2 separate regions of the Mus musculus genome follow, and region 1 is linked to region 2. Evidence: chromatin contacts called from public promoter capture Hi-C data. All regions are on one chromosome and are shown on one strand. The core of a region is the stretch at or near the end of the contact, and the rest is flanking DNA. Distances in the headings are between cores, read along the strand shown.

What was found. Promoter capture Hi-C pulls out the DNA fragments that hold promoters and counts their contacts.
Region 1: a contact with region 2 is called in a promoter capture Hi-C map of frontonasal cranial neural crest. The contact joins the promoter of Cdkal1 here to the enhancer-like site in region 2. A contact is called at or near these places in 2 of 39 promoter capture datasets (cranial neural crest and frontonasal cranial neural crest), 8 of 484 Hi-C or Micro-C datasets (the HPC-7 cell line, brain, granulosa cells and 4 more) and 1 of 115 datasets of contacts at active chromatin or transcription factors (embryonic basal ganglia).

Annotation. Positions count from the first base shown.
Region 1 is chr13:29,854,394-29,860,497 of GRCm38.p6, forward strand. Cdkal1 (CDK5 regulatory subunit associated protein 1-like 1) reads right to left here and starts at 1,280. Exons shown (of 16, transcript NM_144536.3): 1 at 1,170-1,280; 2 at 505-548.
Region 2 is chr13:25,928,077-25,934,621 of GRCm38.p6, forward strand. Gm11351 (predicted gene 11351) reads right to left here. Exons shown (of 4, transcript NR_045062.1): 2 at 2,684-2,888. Among named protein-coding and RNA genes, the nearest start is that of Gm11351, 35 kb to the right of the region's middle. Within about 2 kb of position 4,930, at least 52 of the 459 cell types and tissues checked have an H3K27ac peak or open chromatin away from gene starts, as enhancers often do. A contact at or near this core is called in brain and granulosa cells, where this site is marked.

The sequences.
Region 1 (6,104 bases), core at 30-2,529, 3.9 Mb after region 2:
GAAACAAGCCTTCAGGAATGCCATATTTGGGCTGCAGAAATGGCTCAGAGTTAAGAGCACTGATTGCTCTTCCAGAGGACCAGGGTTCAATTCCCAGCAACCACATGGCAGCTCTTACCTGTCTGTAATTCCAGGATCTGATAACCTCACAAAGACATACATGCAGGCAAAATCCCAGTGCACATAAAATTATAAATACATATTTTAAAAAAAGAAAGAAAGTCATATTTAACAGCCAGGTAGAGAAGTAGGATATAACAGGGACTAAGCAACAGCCAAACAAGAAAACAGATGTGCCACAAATGGGAAAGAGAGCATGTCTCGCTTCTTAATGAAAATGAAAAACTAAGGAAGAGATACAAAAATGTCTCTCCGATGAAGTTATAGGGAAATCTAGTTTTCACAAAATGATACTGGCTAATTACTAAAAACTTAAGACATCTTTCTTCATATTCTAATGCAGAACTAATTACTCAAATATTAGAAACTAAAATAAACCAATACCTTGATTTTCTGAAATTGGTCTCAAGTCCTCTTGAAAGATGAATCTGAAAAATTAAAATTAATTAGAAAATGCGAGTACCCTATAAGTTCATAAAACCAGTGTATGACCTCTTTACAACTTCCTTAAAAAAAAAAAAAAAAAAAAAAAAAGGATGCATCTAGCCACTTTTTAAACTGCTACCCTGCACTGTAACACCTGAGCACAATGAAAATCACCAAGTAAGAAACAAGTGATCCCTTATGACACAGGAAAGTTTTCTAAGCAAGGGAGCAAAGAAAAGAGGGGAAGGGGGCGCAAAAACACAAGCGACCTCTGCCCCTATGCCCAACTTCAGTGCAAAACACTCATCTCCTGAAGCCCTGATCGCGTAGCACAAGTACATTCACGGGTAAAGCGAGAGGGGAAATGAGGCTAGAGCAGAATGGAAGTCCCTGACGTCGCCAGCCAGCAGTGTCTGCCGCCACGCCGGCCTCTCTCCAGGCAGCGCTCCAGAGTCCGACTCTCCACGCCAGCCGCCAAGTCTTTTCCAAACTGCGAGAACAAGCGGGCGATCGGCCCAAAGGAGAAAACCTGCGGAAACGAAGCTCCGCCCAAAATGCAGCTCGGCCCACGGTCGCTGAGCACTGATCCATTTGCCCCAGTATACACAGATCCAGAACTTCACCTGTCCGAACTGAGAGGAAAAAAACCACAAGCCCCTGCCAGGAAACTGCACAGACTTCAGATGGAGAGCGCCATGACACTTGTGTCCCGCCGGGCTGATTTGCGCATGCTCCGCGACGGTAGACCGGAGAGGTCAAAACAGATCGTTGTTTCAAGTTTGCGTTTGTTTTTATCTATAATTATTACCACATTCTTCTACAAACAAAGGTGAAAATACACTCCTACCTCATTATGTTAGCTTATCAACTAACTTCTGCTAAGTTATAACCTTATAACTTGTCCTGCACAGTTAAGAGATTAACATAAACATCTTGCCATTTATTATTACTACTCATTATTCACAAAAAGGGACTGGAGACTTTAAATACTTACCAGAATAATTACCTCCGGAGTAAATCATTTTCATTACATTCATTACATTTTATCAGTTCCCTCCTCTATCTATCTATCTATCTATCTATCTATCTATCTATCATCTCTATCTCTTTTGAGACAGCATCTCTCTATAAAACCTTAATTGCACAGTCACTCATTATATGGAATGAACTGGCCTCGAACTCACAGATCGACCTGCCTTTACCTCCAGATCTCTAGGATTAAAAGCATGCTCCACCATGCCCAACTAATTTCCTTCTCTTCTATAGAGAAGAATAACTAAAATAATAGTTGTTCTATCGAATAACAGAAGTCAATTAACACCAAACTCGTGCCCACATCTACCTCCTACTGCTGGGATTACGGTTGTGGCCCACTGCAGTAGGCTTATATTTCTGCTTCTGCAGAGACAATTCAGCCGAGGTAGTCAGGTTTCATTTAATAATTCCATAAGAATACATAAGAAGAAACCTTTATACTTTCTTTGTCAGTAATGCATAACTTTATATTTAAAAAGCAAAAAGAAAGGAATGATGTGAAAAATATGGAACAAAATCTTTATGTTTTCAAAGGGATGAAGATTTTTGTTGAAGGATGAGTGGTTTAGCAGTCTGTGTATTGGGACCCAGGGACTTCTGCATGCTAAGCAAGCACTGTACCACTAAGCTGCATCTCCTGACCCTAGGTTTGTTGTTGTTGTTTGTTTTCTTGCTTTTGTCTCCATAGTGAAAACTGAATGGGAAAATGTTAGCAATAATAAAACCAATGGACAAAGGAATAATAAATCCAGAAATTACAAAAAATTAAAAACAGATTTAGTTTATAACTTTAGCAATTATCGGTTGTACTATTGAATTTAAACCAATCAATAACTTTTCATGAGACACAATGTGTGTGAGTTTAATTCGCTCTTTAAAAAGTGCATATGAATTGTTTGTGCAGAGATTGCATGGACATAATAGCGACAGTCTTAAGACAGATAAGTCTATTTCTTAGGCGAATGGGACAAACGTAGATGTGAACTGTAGGGATTGGGCATTAAATGTGCTGTGATTTACATTGACTTTCCACAGCCTGTGACCAAAACCCAGCTCTAATTTCAAAACAAGGGGTGCACATAAGAATCGATGTTGGATACAGGGACTGTGAAGATTGATCCTGTATAAGAAATTACTTGACAGAATAAGGCTCCCCTGGCTGAAAACTATATGACAGTAATTTTTTGTTGTTGCTGTTGTTGTTGTTTGGTTTTTTGGTTTTTTTCAAGACAGGGTTTCTCTGTATAGCCCTGACTGTCCTGGAACTCACTTTGTAGACCAGGCTGGCCTCGAACTCAGAAATCCACCTGCCTCTTCCTCCCAAGTGCTGGGATTAAAGGTGTGTACCACCACCGCCCAGCACAACAGTAATTTTTAAGGAAGATTTTTTCCCCCCAAGAGTGGATGAACCCAACAAGAAAGAGTGATAGTGTGAACAAAGAGAAAACAGGAGGAATGCTGTAGCAACATCAAAAGAAAGGCTGCCTCTAGTGAATGAGTGCCTCAAAATATAGGGTAAGAGGGAGGAGCTGAAGCTCTTAAATGCTGCTAGACAGGGACATGAAATCACCTCCAGTCTGTGGAGGAATGCTGAAGGGCATCTTATAAAGTAGCCACTAGAGGTCAGAGTATTGAACTTCTGGCACCAGCTATTCGCTTGCTCTAGCAGGTCACATAAATGGCGTTGCTCTAAGTGTGTAAGTAAATTTCTCTTTTCAGACTCCTGAAACCTGGAACCCTTGCTAGAGCAATGAGAACACCACATTCCCTTGCCGTAGAGCAGGTAACTTACCTAGGCCCAGAATCCTCGGCTTTTGTCATAAGCAAGAATCTGATGCTAGCTCCACAAAAAAAGACAGTCAGACAGAAAGACAGACAGACAGAAAGACAGACAGGGAGGGAGGGAGGGAGGGAGGGAGGGAGGGAAGGAGGGAAGGAGGGAAGGAGGGAAGGAGGGAAGGAGGGAAGGAGGGAAGGAGGGAAGGAGGGAAGGAGGGAAGGAGGGAAGGAGGGAAGGAGGGAAGGAGGGAAGGAGGGAAGGAGGGAAGGAGGGAAGGAGGGAGGGAGGGAGGGAAGGAGTAGCTAAGAAGTTCTGATCCTCCTGCCTTCACTTCTCAAGGCCTGAACCTCAACATATTAAAATTCTTATTGTTAGATATTCTCCCAATGATTTAAAATAATAACTCACATTTATTGTATAATACTCTCATGGTTTATAAGTATCAGCAGGAGACATGATGTTTTCTCTGTCCTTAGAAGGACATGACAATACAGAATAAATTTGGTTTTGTGAGGAACACAGCTTAGTGTTAGGACTCTCACATGCCTAAGGCCGCAGGTTGAACACCCACTGCTGTAAACACTGATAGTAATGACAGATCTGTTATTCACATGAATTGAGTTATGTAATCTTTACTACATGTACTCGGTATACTAAGGACTATTCTAAATGCTCGGGGGAATGAAACGCAGCAATGTCTCTACCTCCTTATTCAGTCCAGCCAAGGCTACATAGTAAGATCTAAATAAAGAATGAATGAAAAACAGAGAGAGAGAGAGGGAGAGAGAGAGAGAGAGAGAGAGAGAGAGAGAGAGAGAGAGAGAGAGAGAGAGAGAGAAAGAGAATATTATTGTTTTCTTTCTGTCTTTCTTCTCTTTCATTTGATAGAGTGCTGTGTAGCCCTGGGTGGCCTATAATTTGCTATGTAGACCAGGCTGGCATCATACTCACAGAGATATAACTCTCACTGCCTCTGCCTTGCTAGTGCTAAATCCTTAGTCCCAGCAATCCAGAGGCAAAGGTAGGTGGATCTTGTGAGTTCAAGGCAAGCTTGGTCTATACTGTGAGTTCAAAGCCGTTCAGGAAGAAGAGTGAAATTTCCATGAGCAGAAATGAGGGGGAGGGGAGACTGCAGGTAGAGCAAATATGGGAGGAAAAAGGAAAGATGAAGAATCATCTTCCCCATACCCCCAACACAATTGGTGAGTTATTTTATACTAAGTGCTCAGAGGTATACATTTAAGAAATCTCATAAAGCTAATCACCTTCCTACCAAATATTAAAGACATTCAAATTGAGGATAATAGAAAATCCTTGGTCTCCTTAAATTGTATGACTTGAGATACATCTAGATGTATTTTAACCTATGACCTCCACACAGGTATGACAAGCAGCCATGAATGAACACACGTGCATACACACACACACACACACACACACACACACACACACACACATACTTATATAATTTTTAATTATTGTTTGAGAATTTCATTCGTACATGAATATTTTGTGTTTTGAAAAAATCCAATCCCCCACTCCCTCCACACACCCTCCCCCATTCCCTCTCCCATTCCCTCCCCATTCCCTCCCCCACTCCCTCCCACACACCCTCCCCCACTCCCTCCACACTCTCCCCCACTCCCTCCCACACACCCTCCCCCACTCCCTCCACACACCCTCCCCCACTCCCTACCACACACCCTCCCCCACTCCCTCCCACACACCCTCCCCCACTCCCTACCACACACCCTCCCCCACTCCCTACCACACACTCTCAATACTACTTCTCTCTCCCAATATTTTTATATTTAATTTTCTCAATTTTTTTATCCGGGACCTATTTCAAACTTCTTTATTTTCTTTTTGAAACAGGGTCTCTCTATAGTCCTGACTGTCCTACAACTTGCCAAGTTGACCAGGCTGGCCTTGAACTCACCGAGATTGGCCTGCGTCTGCCTCCCAGTGCCCACAGGTTAAAGACACTCACCACCAAACCCAGCTCATTTCACACTTCTGAAAATTTTCCCAAATATTGTAACTGATACATGTATAATCTTCATCCCCAGATAATAACCCCTCATACGTCGGAAGTACAGTGCTCACAGCCAGGAAACGATCGTGGGTATAATGCACTGATCCTGGGAGAGTCTTTTGTTTTTTTATCTTCTCTAATCTTGATGCTTTAGAAGAAGAATGGTACAGTTGTTTGTAAAATGTCATTCAATTACAGTCCTCTGATGCGCTCACACCTACATTCATGCTTTTAGTTTCCTGTGGTTTGTTTTGCTTTGCTTTGCTTAGATGCAGGATCTTGCTATGTAACCTTGGCTTTCCTGAATCTCAAACAGATCCATAGGCTTCTGCTTCCAAGCACTCGGATTTAAAGGTGTATGCTACCGTGCCTGGCACAGCTTCCTTTGAGGTAAGGATTTGGGGCAAGAATACCACAGAAGAAATGCTGTCTGCTCCCCTTGGCCTATCTCAACAGAGGCATGTGACAGATCTCATTAACAGTGATGTACTTTGAACACTTGGTCTCACCACTGTGAAACAACTCTTCCACCCTTTGTTATCAATGAGTGACTTGAGGGAAGACATGCTGAGGTTACAATAGAATCCTGTTCCAGAGCATGTTGCTGCCTCTACTTGTGGCATCTCTAAATGACCCTGCAGGGAACAATTATTACTGTGGCATTTGCCAAATGGGGACTTTCCATTTCTATCATGCCTTCTACTTAGA
Region 2 (6,545 bases), core at 3,680-6,179:
TAACAGTATCCATCTTTTACAAAGCAAAGCTTCTTTGATGAAACCCAGAGCATATCACACTGGGCTGGCACATTGGATGTATGACACAGCCTGGTCTGGAGTTGGATAGGTGTCCAAAAGACTCCAGAATAACTTCTAAGATAAATAGTGTGGGGATTCATAATTCACAATTGTGTCCATGAGAGGACTGAAGTTCAGAAGGGAGAAATGAACAAAAGACTCTGTCCCGGTGACAGACAGGCAGTCAGATCTTGCATTTCTAGGCTTGAGTCTCACACAAAGCTTCTCTCTATATCTCCAGATAGGTTCATGAGCTAGGACTTGGCAGTGTCTCAAACAAAACTGAACCATGGAAGCTGGGTTCAGATTTAACACAGGACACTAGGGCCCAACTGTGTCCTTGAGCATTCACATGAATAAGCCAAGTGATTTATAGAGGAAAAGCTCAACACCCCTGTTCTAGTCCTCCAATTTTCCTGTATCTAATATGCAAATTAGGTATTGATTCTCGATGAAGTTCTGAAGCAGAAATGGAAGTTCAGTAAATTCAGGACTGTTCAACATAGTGCACCTAATAAAATATCTTTTATCTGCTCAACACCCGCATAAGACCAAACCATCAAAAGGGCTAATATAAACGATAGAGGAGCTTTCCAGACCTACACCTCATGGAGGAGCTGTTGGCAGTGGATAGACAATTGCAGGTGGATGAAGAACCATTGTTTTCTGTTTCTTTGTTTTGTTTCATTTTTATTATGTTGCCACAAGAAGATTTTCCCTGTTCTGGTGGGTTGTCTTCCACATACACATGTAGGTAGCACTAATTGAACTTAGAGGGTTATACAAGAAAGGACAATTATATATATATATATATATATATATATATATATATATATATATATTTGTATAATATGGGGAGACATGGGGCATTTGAGAAGGGAAATGTGGTAGATATGATTGTATTTCATTGTATAAATACATGAAATTATTCAGAAGAAAGAAAAGTTTATTTTATTTTATTTTATTTTATTTATTTATCATCCGTTTTTTGAGACAGGGTTTCTCTGTGTAGCCCTGTCTGTCCTGGAACTCACTCTGTAGACCAGGCTGGCCTCAAACTCAGAAATCTGCCTGCCTCTGCCTACCAAGTGCTGGAATTCAAGGCATGCGCCACCACTTCTTGTTCTATTATTTTCTTTTCTTTGTTTTTACCTAGATTCTATATTCTTCCAAATGTCAGATTTTGCCTTGAGCAGGAACAAAGAGTAAAAGAAACCACCCCAGTTCTCTTAGAAAATGATTTTGGGTTGAAGGTTTGTTTTTATTTTTCTGTAAAACTGAGATTTAAAATATAAACCTGGCAAATAGGAATTTACAGGGATGCCCAGCAGTGTGTCTAGCTAGTATCAAAGTTTGCTAATGGCTGCTGGTATCCAGACACTAAAACGAGCTATCGTGTTAATCCAGAATCTATGGTTATGAGGGCTGCCACAGCAATAGGCCATGAACTAGGTGACTCAAGTCTCAAAAATTTATTGTTTCAAGGCTCTAAAGATTAGACAGGTCAAGGTGTCAGCAGACAACTGATGTTCCCCCTCTGAGGCTGGGGAGAGAAGGAAATGCCTTGCCTATTCTCCAGCTATCTGCAGAAGTCAGTATTCTCTTCTCTCTACATTGTCTTCTGTTGGCGTCTTTCAAATGAATTCCCACCTCTTTGCTTTTTCCGGTTTATTATTCCATGCCTCATTCTCCTTGAAAGTTTGAGGAAAGCTATGGTGGGCATTCAGTTCCCCTTCCCCCCTTATCTTTTATTAAGAAGACTGCCTTCATGGGAAAAGGTTAAGGAACAGACTCGCTAATATCTACAATCACTCTCTTGAGCAGAAAATCATCGAAAATGAAATCAAAATTATTTTGTCTACATTCCATTAGCTAATGTGTGTGTGTGTGTGTGTGTGTGTGTGTGTGTGTCTGTCTGTCTGTGTGTGTCTGTGTGTGTCTAGTGTGTAGACTTGTTTTTGCTTGTGTGCATGTGTGGAGACCTGAAGAGAGTCTTGTGTATCAACTCTAAGATGCCATCTTTTTATTTACTTAATTTTAGATGTGGTTCCTCACTGGTCTCAAATGCATTCCTTTGGGTAGGCCAATAATCCTGAAGGCTCTCCTGTCTCTGGCTTCCCTGTGCTTGGATTGCATGTATACAATACCATGCTTATCCACTCTCTTTCTTTTACCTTTCTTTCTTTCTTTTTCTTTTTTCTTTTTACCATGTGATCCAGCGTCAAACTCAGATAGTCATTCTTGCACGGCAAATACTTACTGACTAATTATCTTTACAGGCCCCGTAGCCTCAGCATCTTTCCTTAAGTTTATACCAGCATCCCATTCTCTCTCTACCTGGATTCAAGGGTAGGCCTGGTGAAGAACACAAGACTTGCTGGCCAGGATGGGGACTCAATGCTCTCTTTTGATTCATACCCTTGTCTTTCACTCTGATTTACTTCCAGTGAGTGCAGTGATTTACCTTTTGGGGGATTTTTTTCACTTTGTTCTTCATAAGCCCTTTGTTGGCTTTCTAGAAGTTATTGCCACTGAATTAGATTTTAATGGAGTTAATATATCAGTATGTTATTTAGCAGTTTAGCCCGCGATTAATCCTAGAGAAGTTGGGTGAATGCCTTACCAGGAGGCTGTGTGTTCTCCAATGGCTGCATTACTCATGCGGGATACAGAAGGACAAATCTAGAGCAGCAGGATAAATGAGGCCAGGTGACTGGGGAGGCAGGGCTCCAGAGTTTAGTGGCTTAGAAGGAAGGGCACCATTTTTCTCGGAGGTGAGGGTCAGTTTTCCATCCTAGGGTCTTTGATGAGGAAAGCAGACATTAATCCTACAGAAAATAAGATGAAAATGTTACTCACCTCTGAACCAGGCTTAATGATGAATCAATAGATTTGCCTTCAGATTTCCAGTTTCAGTGCCCTGAATCTAAACAATGGGCAGGTCTCTGGCTTATGTGCACCTAAGACTTACAGTTAAATTAGTTTTTTTTTCTCCCATTTTCTTACCAAATGTGAAGCAATGTAATCTCTATAACATACTCATTAGTAAGATCCAGAGCCATTAAATCCAATCCTCGGTTTTCACCCATGCTATCAAATACACATTAACCCCTCTTGCTTTTTCACTTTTCAGAGAATGGAAATAACAGTAGAAAATTCATCTGAATTTTGCTCACAAACACAGAGAGCTACAATGTTCTGAGGAATCTACAGATAATAATGAACATTTTTTGTCTTCCTGACTTCTCATGTGTATTCTGTGTGCATATGCACACATGCATGTGTGCACGCACGCACATACACACACACACACACACACACACACACACACAGAGAGAGAGAGAGAGAGAGAGAGAGAGAGAGAAAGAGAGGTGTACAGGTGTATTCAACTGTGTGGAGGCTCCAGAGTTAATATCTGACGTCTTCCTCACTCTCCTTTGCATTCACTGAGTGGGTCTCTTGTTGAGCCCAGAGCTTACAGATTGTGCTGCTTGGTTACCTAGATGGTCTCTAGCACTCTGACTCCACCTCCCCTCCAACCCCCCAGATTGCTGGGAATCTAAGTGTCATCCTGCCTGCCTGCCTTTCAAGTGTGTTTGAGGATCCAACTCTGCTTTCCATACCTGCTTTTTATGGTAGGCACTTTGGCCACTAAGCCATGTCCTTGGCTGTCATGTATACTTTTCCATCTACAGGTTCCCTAAAATGTTGGAGCTCCTGCCCTTCTTACTGTGATGTCATCACTTTCTTTTCCACCATGGATATAGTAAGTGGCACATTTGTCCTATAATGGTACCTTTGTGAGACAGACAGAGCTAATTTTTCATTCTAGATACCTGAAGCTACAGGCTACATTGAAAACAGGGAAAAAAAAAAAAGCCAGCAGTTCTAGGTTATGCTGACACAGGTAATGACTTAAAATTCCTCTGAGCTTAGATTTTTTTTTTTGTGCTTATGAGTCTCTAAATTAGCTTTCATTATCTCAGCAGGTCTCTGCCTTTTGAGTTTTGAAGCCATCGTTTATGAATATAGCCAGAGCACTGAAGTTGTTTGCTTTTAAGGTAACAAACCCCTGCTGGATGGGAAGGTGTGAGGTATTAGGGTTAGTGAGAATTGCAGTCAGTGGATATAGCATTGCTCTGAGGTGAATTAAAGAAGTCGAGCTTGATTTGATTTCAGCTGCAGTGTCTTTAGCCGGTACCAGAATGAATCCATGCCAGAACTGGCAGGGACTTTGAAGTGAGAGAATCCCTGTGGATTTTGTATAATCGCACCACACGAAGGAGGGAATATATGAAACACCTGTGAGATGCCACCCTGCCTCTGGTCCTGTGAAGAGGTTTAATGTTTAGACTCTCACACAGTGAGTCTCAGCCTAGTGGAATTTCTATCAGCAACAGAGAAAGTAGGCTCATGAGCAGCAAATACTATTTGCATCACTTAGAACCACAGACTTGAAAAGGACTAAGAAGTCATCAAAACTGCCTGCCCTGCTCTTGGAAAGAAGGCCTTCCTTGCAGAAGGCAGAGGACACTTGGCTATCTGGACCCAATTCAAAGGTTACAGGCATCTGCATAAATCATTACCCCTGCTTACCAACATCTGCAGCTAGTACACAAATTCTCAGAAATAACATGCCTTTAGACCTGGCTGGGGTTCTTCCAGTTTTTGCTGGAAGAAATAGGGTGCTTCATATTGTTCAGCCATATACTCAAAGCTCTATGGCAAAAGAGTTCATTACATGGTGAAAGACACTAGCTTGGAGAGTATTTCTTGGAGGAAGTGCTCTCATCCCTGACTCTATCCTCTGCAAACTCGAATTGTATTGTCTCAAAGACACTCTCATCCCCTCTGGACAGCCAGTCTGCACACTAGATGGCAGTAATAGCCCAGTTTCAGAGTCCCTTTTTGTCTTCCCCTCCCCCTTTCTCTTCTGGCATAATCTTTTCTTGTCCATAGCAATAGAGAATAAAAGATGCAAATAAAATCCCTTTATTTTGTACAAGGCTCATTCAGAAAAGCTGATATACAATTAAAATGATCAGGAAATAAATATTTTAAACAATATTGAAAACTTCAGGCATGGTGGGTTTTTCTTGGTGGTAGAGGAAGGTCTCTGATTCATTTCTTTGTTTGTTATTCTTTTTCAGGCATAGTTTAATTACCAAAAGAGGCTTGTTGAGGCCCAAGGTCTAAGCTTAAATGAGATGATAAAAATGTATTTTGGAGATTTTGGAGGGAGTAGGAGGCAGGAGGAATCCAGCCAGGCCAGTTTTTTTTTTCTCAAATCCCGTGCTTTGCTAGCAGATTGACTCTGTGCTTTATACAACATTAATCTGGATTTCCTAGACATTCAACAGTCAGATGCATGCTCAGAGCCGCATTAAGTATTGCTCATTAACAGTAAGTAAGATACTGGAAACAGAACTATAAACCAAACGAAAGTCTCCTGACATGAGTAGGCCCCTTTGGACTGTTTGTGTAAAATTTAAATCTGTATTGGTGAGCTAGAAAGAGACAGATTCTGTGTCCGTGAAATGTTCTCAGGCCTCTAGAATGTCCTATCTGAGGTCTACTTGCAAAAGAAGGCTCCACTCTTACTGGTGATAATTCATGCTGTTACCAAAGCAGTAAAAACACAAAATGCATATACTGAAACAAATGTGTCACTCTTAAATTGAATGTTGCAGCCACGGCCTTTCCCTACTCCTAAGCACAGCTCCAGCTTCCTGTTGGAATGCACAGGCCCACACTATGCTCCCATTTCCAGCAAATTCTGCAATCATCTCTTAAAGGTTGCCACAGAGAAAACCTAAGCAGCATCCTAAAGAACAACTCAAAGCCACGGGCAGATATGAATTTTTTACTTGGCCCACATGTGAAAATGATTAATGCATTATTTATAGATACTGCCTTTCCAGGGAGCTCAAGGTCATCTGTGGACTCCCAGACAAAGGGTCAAGTCTTGAGAAGCTGGCCTAATAATCGGTGCTGACAGTTTCTTGGACATATTGCAGTGCTTTAAGTAGATGTATTTTCCTACTTGGAAAGAACTGTGAAACCTTTTTTTTTCTTTTTATTCCTTTTAAATTAGTTAGCTACTCACTTATCTGACTTGATTACAACTCATTAACTTTGATCAGAAGGAGGGCATGGGCAGGAGTGTTGCTATGGCCACCTTCTGTCTTCCTCGAGCCTCTGCATCATTCTACTCTGAGAAACATTACAACTAGCCTTTCCATGTAACAAATGTACCTCACTTGCCTTATCCTGTGTCATTGATGCTTCCAGACCTTCTAGGGCTCAGAAAAGAAAACTCAGCGGTAGCACTGTGAAGCAAAGACCAGACTTTTAGATCATTCATTCAAGAACACAAATGGGAAATCAATTCAATATATGATATTATACTTACCTACAGCAGACAGGAACCAATATAGATGACAACTTAAAGGCATGGGATTTGGTATAATATCATATATTGAATT